Linked DNA regions of Triticum aestivum: region 2 is linked to region 1. The links are chromatin contacts, called in public Hi-C maps. All regions are on one chromosome and are shown on one strand. The core of a region is the stretch at or near the end of the contact, and the rest is flanking DNA. Distances in the headings are between cores, read along the strand shown.

Region 1 (2,883 bases), core at 236-2,735:
ATGAATTTTCTTCAAATTTGTTGATTATTTTTTTATGCTTTTTTTTATTTTTTACGAACCTTTTTCCTCAAAAAGTCAACCGAAGGGTTCAACCATGACCAGTCAACTATACCTTGAACTAAGAAACCAACAAAAAGGCACATTGACCAGCGATCGAACGAAAAGTCGAGAAAATAGTTAGCGACCAAGTGGGCTCAAAGTTACAACCTACTATGGAAATGAGCAGGCGCTAGATCTGGTAACCAGCGCTGATGGCGCCGATTAGCAGAGAAACTAACAAAGGAGCGCTCCTTCAGGAGCCTTCCAAGGGCCACTTCGCGTGCTCCCATCCGCCGCCACATGTCATGTTGTGGACGTTTTCTTTGATTTTTTTTTTATTATTTCGCACCTGTTTTCGGCCTTTTAGATGGGTTTTTTGGCTTTTGGGGTTTTCATCGGTCTTTCTTAACTTTTCAAAAAATTTATTTTGAAATTATTTTTTTGCACGCAAAAATATGTTTTTTTGCTTCCATGTGAGGCACGGCTTTACTTCCACGAGAGGCACGACTGAGCTTCTCGAAAACGGAAAAAAAGAAATGAGTTTTTTTACTTCCATGACAGGCATGGATTTGCTTCCATGAGATGCACCGCCGAGCTTCTCGGAAACAAAAAGATCATGTTTTTTCCCTTCCATGAGAGGCATGGTCGTGCCCCTCGGAAACGAAATAAAAAACATGTTTTTTCCTTATGTGAGAGGCACGAATTTGCCTCCACGAGAGATACGGATTTGCTTCCACGAGAGGCAAGAAAGTGCCTCTCGAAAACAAAAAAAACGCGTTTTCCTTCCGCGAGAGGCACGGCCGTGCATCTCGGAAACGAAAAATAGTGTTTTGTTTTTTTGCCTTCCACTAGAGGCACGGGTTTACTTCTGGAGGAGGCACATATTTTTGTTTTCGTGAGAGGCATAGTCATACCTCTTTCGGAAAGGAAAAAAAAAGATGCTTCCGGTTTGGTTTTTCGTCCTGTTTTTTGCGCGAAAAAAGTTCATTAAAATCGATTAGCTTGGATCTAGTTTTGAAAATCTTGACGCCGAAAATTCAATAATGAAAACAGTTCAAGATTTAAACGCATGTTTAAGAGAAAACATTTTAAATAAGATCTATGAAAAAAAAAGAAAAACATCTGCATTGCAACAAGTCGCGCATATAATGTGCGTCATTTGTTGCAGCCTGAAAAGGTAGGAGTGACCTTTACAAAGAGTCCTAGTGATTTCGCCAAGCTCCCAGTGCTAAATAGGGAACGCCTCATTTTTTTAGGCAAAATAGGAAACGCCTCAAACTGGACATGGAGCAACCAGAGATGAGCCGTGCCCCAATGCGACCCACGGGCCAGCAACGCAGCCCCGGTCGTACGGTCACCGATCGGCCCGTTCCTGAAGGCTGGAATGGGTCGGCGGTTGGCAAGCGGTGGTTGTCAGCCAAAAAAAAAGGGTCAGCTAGTGGGACCCGCTCCAAGAAAACGGGTGGCAAAAAATCTGCTCGCTGCCAAGCACGACGGAGGAGGAGAAGAGCAGGCCCCAACTCCCAAGCGGCGCCCAGTGAGCAACGACCGTGAGCTAGCTCGATTCCGCTCCGCTCCGGTTCGATTCGATTCCTTCCGCGGCATCCTCCTCCCGGCCAAACCAGCCCCTCTCCGTCCCTGCTCGGTTAGCCCCGTCCATCCAGTTCCTCCGTCGTTTCTGTCCGGGTGATTGGGCTTAGGAATTAGGAGATGTGGTTGCGCTGCGGGAGAAGCGCGCGACGAGGATCGGCAGTAGATCAACAGCCATCGCTCCTGCTATATATGCTAAGCCGGCGCCAGTGTTTGCGCGATGTTGCCGGCTTAGTCCTCGCTGATTTTGTGCTGAAGAGTATATGTTGAAGTTTGCTGATTTTGCACTATCGAAATTGGTAGGAGTAGCTCAGAGCTGCCTGAAACAAGGGAAATACCATGGATGCAAGATTCATTGTTTGTTCTTGCTCACTATGTGATCATAGCTTTTACCAAGCAGAGAACATGTACGTGCGGAATAAGTTATGTGATAAGACTCATGGTATCACGCTCAGTTGCTTTGGCTACAACTTCTAGCTCTGAATACCTCCTTCATAGGACATTGCTAAAATGATCCTTCCAAGCTGCGTAATGCTAAGCTGAGCTGTTGGTAAACTTAGTTAGATCTGTTTGACAATTAAGTACCTCCTTTCTTAAAAAGGGAACAATTAAACTTTTTTTTGCGTGAAAAAAGAGCTTTACTTATGTAGGAATAGTTGTACAATCGCTTGCCATCAAGCTAATCAGAGTATTTGGAGGCTCCTGCAACCACAAGTCGGTTCAGAGTTCCACTCTCGACATATAAGCCAAACGATCTGCAGTCCTATTCTGTAAACGACCAATATGTACACATAAAAGCTCTCTCTCCTTCGTCACCTCCTTTATCTCACTCACCAGATGGCCTATTCTTTGGGTTGGGTTGTTATTTTCAATTACTCGTAGCACATTCCATAATCATGGGTAAACATATCTTTCTCTTGTCAAGCATATATAACTCTTATGCAGCGTATGCTTTACCTACTTGCTCACTCACATCTTTTTTGTTTTCATTTTTTGGAACTTCTTCGGTCTCCAGAAGCAAGCTTTGGAGTCTACATATCGATGAGCATTTGAAAGGAGAATTGACATACATATAGCAGTTGAAAAGGATGGGTTATGGCATGAGTAGGCTACAGGGATCCAGTGAGCCTGAAGGGCAGAATAGTGATGGATCTAGTTCAGTCGAAGTGAATAATGATTTCTCAAAATTACATAATGATATTTTCCATATGACTCGACTAAGATCAGGACCTAGTGAAAGCATCCGCAAGTCCA
Region 2 (2,883 bases), core at 189-2,688, 550 kb before region 1:
CGCATCAGTGAGATATGATATCGTCCTTTTTAATTTGGAACATTCTCATGTGTTTCTCAGAAAAAGTTCCAGCGTTTCTTATATGCTAACTGATGTTTGAAGGAAGGCCTGCCAGAAAAGAAGGGCAATGCATGTATAGGCTACCGGAATCTGTTCCAATTTAATATGCGTTTATAAGCGATTTGTAAATCTGGCTGGTTGGGTTGATCTGGCCAGCATATGGAATATCGGGATTCAGTCAACTCAAGCGCTCGCAATTACTTGACATAGATTAGATTATTGGCGGTTGGTACCTTTGCAGCGTCGCCAGGCTAAGTGTCAAGGTTCAGAGTCTAGCAGCTGTGCCTGAGCCCTCTTGTCATCAAGCCAGACGCTAAGGACGAGAGTCGAGTCGACGTGCTGTGCCTGCGACCGATGGGGTCAACTCAACGCGCTCGAGCTCGAGCGGAAAATATCCCCCTCGCTTTCCCCAGCGACGGGCTGAATCTGGCCACGGACGAGGATCCATTCATTCACTTGCTCATCATAAACATTATCCGTCTAATCTACTGCACACTAGAGGCAGAGGAGAACATCACAGCTCATGTAATCATCATGATTCATCCATCCCCAGCAGCGGTATATTATTGGGGACGGACAGGAACGAGTTGCGAGCGGACACGGCAGCTCCAGGATCCCTTGATTCTTTCTTTTCCAGCGTCACCGGGACAGTGCACGCTGGCGTCCCGAACTGGAATGCCGCTGCATCAGGCATATACGCATAAGCGCAAGCGGACAAACGCGATTCCGGGGTTTAGGGCAGGCTTGTCGCCGTCGTCGTGGCAGAGGACGGGATAGCTATGGGACGACGACGCTCCAGCCGCTCTACCACGAGAATTTGGAGAATTTTCTGCTGCCTCTTTGATCCCGACTACTAAATTGTACTACTAATATACTTCCTTCGTTCGGAATTATTTGTCTCTACGGATTCTACCGCACGTTAACACGTGCCACGGTACCGCGAGAGAAGAGATGCTCTCGCATAATTGGCCGTGTGCCGGCCTACGACGACACTAGCAGTAGGTGCTAGCGCTACTTGGCAGACGAGGCTACCGCGGCGGGGACGACACAGGGACACGTATCCGCACGTCGGCCTTGCGATTCCAAGTTGCGAGGGGGGCGCGGTGGTGGGGGCGCCCGCACTAAAATCAGGTCGTACCTATCCATCCACAGCGGGGGTGGGGGCTCGGCCCTCCCCTCGTCGCGACCCGCCGGTTTGTCACGACGCCCGGGCCCGCCCTACTTGTCCCCCCCTCCCCTCCCCTCCCCTCCCCTCCCTCGCTGCTCCCTCTCGGCCCGGGTGGTCCGACCCGAGCACGCGGCACGCCGACTGCCCCTGGGGAGAGGGAGGGTGTAGCCGTCGTACGGAACGGGACGGGGGATTCGCTCCTCTGCTTTCTTCCTTCGCTCGCACACCACCGACCGAGCCCGGCCCAACAGCGCATGCGGACACAACCAACAGCCTTGCCGTACCCGCCGCGTCTCTTTCCCGGATTCTTTTTTTTTTTTTTTTGAGAAAGTTTCCCGGATTCTTCTTGGCTGCTCTCCCTCCCCCGGCGAGGAAACGGCCGCCTTGCCCTGCCCAGATATGGGCTGGCGGCCTTTGTTGCCAGATCTGGTCGAGCCCGGCCCTCGCGTCTCTGAGCGCAACAGTTGCGAGTGTTCCATTCGATCCGGGTAGCATAGCAGCATGGCCTATGCTGCTCCCAGCAGCTGCTGGAGTGCACACGTAATTTAAGCGAATCCAATCCTCCACTTTCCACGCGGCTTTTAACGTTTACTCCATCTATGGACGGACGGACGCGCGAGTTTTCTTCCTCTTTTCTTCCCGATCAATCAATCGGCCCAGCTCAGCCTCACGCGCAAAACAATCGATCGCGCGCGCACAGGTCAAAAAGCGCCCCCACTCAAGATTATTTATTTATTTACCCTTGTAGTACCACTAGTAATAATATGCAGCTGTAACAACGCCATTGCCGGTCATTTCAAGTTCTATTACGTTGCCGACCACGAACGCCACGCGGTCGGTCACAGCCGGCCATGATGGCGAGGGTTTAACGGGCCTCCTCTCTCTAACCTCCGATTGGCACGTACCGCTACACTCTGCTGTGTCGTGGTACGAGGCCAGTACGCGGACACACAGTAGTATATAGACCTAGTACTGGTAAAAAGAAGCGGAGTACTACCGGCCTATAGTGTCCCGTACCCGCGGGATCACCTCAGCATCCATCCCGCCTTCGGAGGCGATTAGCGCAGCCCCACGCCCGCTGTCGAGGCGCTCCGGCCCTCCCCCTCCTCCATCATCACCCTCGCCACCATCATCGTGTAGTGGTTAATCAATTATAATATTATACTATATAAAAAAGAAAAGGGAAAAGGTGTGTGATATTCGTAATGAGATCGCCGTACGCCACCCATGCCCCCGGCGCTCGCAATGAAGAAGGGGGGCTTTGTCGCGACGCTCCGTTCCGTCCGCACGGCGCACGCGGCCTAAACGTCGCCGTCGCCACCAGCTAATTTAAAGGCGCCGGGCTGGCCGGCTACGCGCCAAGGCGGCCTCGTCGTCGCCGTCGTCGTGGTCACCCCCGCATCGCGATTAGCGACGACTAATTAGCGCCTAATTAAAATACTGATGGTGGGGGTACTGATCCGCGCCGGCAGTGTGAACGGGGCTGCGGTGCGGTGCGCTGCGTGCTCTCTTTTGCGGGTTAGCGACGGGGGTTTTTTGTCGTGGCCCTCGCGTCAGCTTGTGACCGCCTTCTCGCCCGCTTGTCGCCACATGTGTGGGAGGCCGGGACGCGAATAATCTCGCTCGCGCGCGCGTGATTAGCTTTGCTGGGCGGT

The links. Hi-C and Micro-C count contacts between places; a contact is called where the count stands out from the background.
Region 2: a Hi-C map of leaf shows a contact between it and region 1, with 5 times the contacts expected there. The contact joins the enhancer-like site here to the promoter of LOC123055329 in region 1. A contact is called at or near these places in 3 of 5 Hi-C or Micro-C datasets (all in leaf).

What each region holds. Positions count from the first base shown.
Region 1 is chr1A:448,351,497-448,354,379 of IWGSC CS RefSeq v2.1, reverse strand. LOC123055329 (LEC14B protein) reads left to right here and starts at 1,485. Exons shown (of 10, transcript XM_044479330.1): 1 at 1,485-1,684; 2 at 2,645-2,883. The coding sequence starts at 2,718.
Region 2 is chr1A:448,905,931-448,908,813 of IWGSC CS RefSeq v2.1, reverse strand. No RefSeq gene overlaps it. Among protein-coding and RNA genes, the nearest start is that of LOC123055338, 110 kb to the right of the region's middle. Within about 2 kb of position 1,438, at least 8 of the 8 cell types and tissues checked have an H3K27ac peak or open chromatin away from gene starts, as enhancers often do. A contact at or near this core is called in leaf, where this site is marked.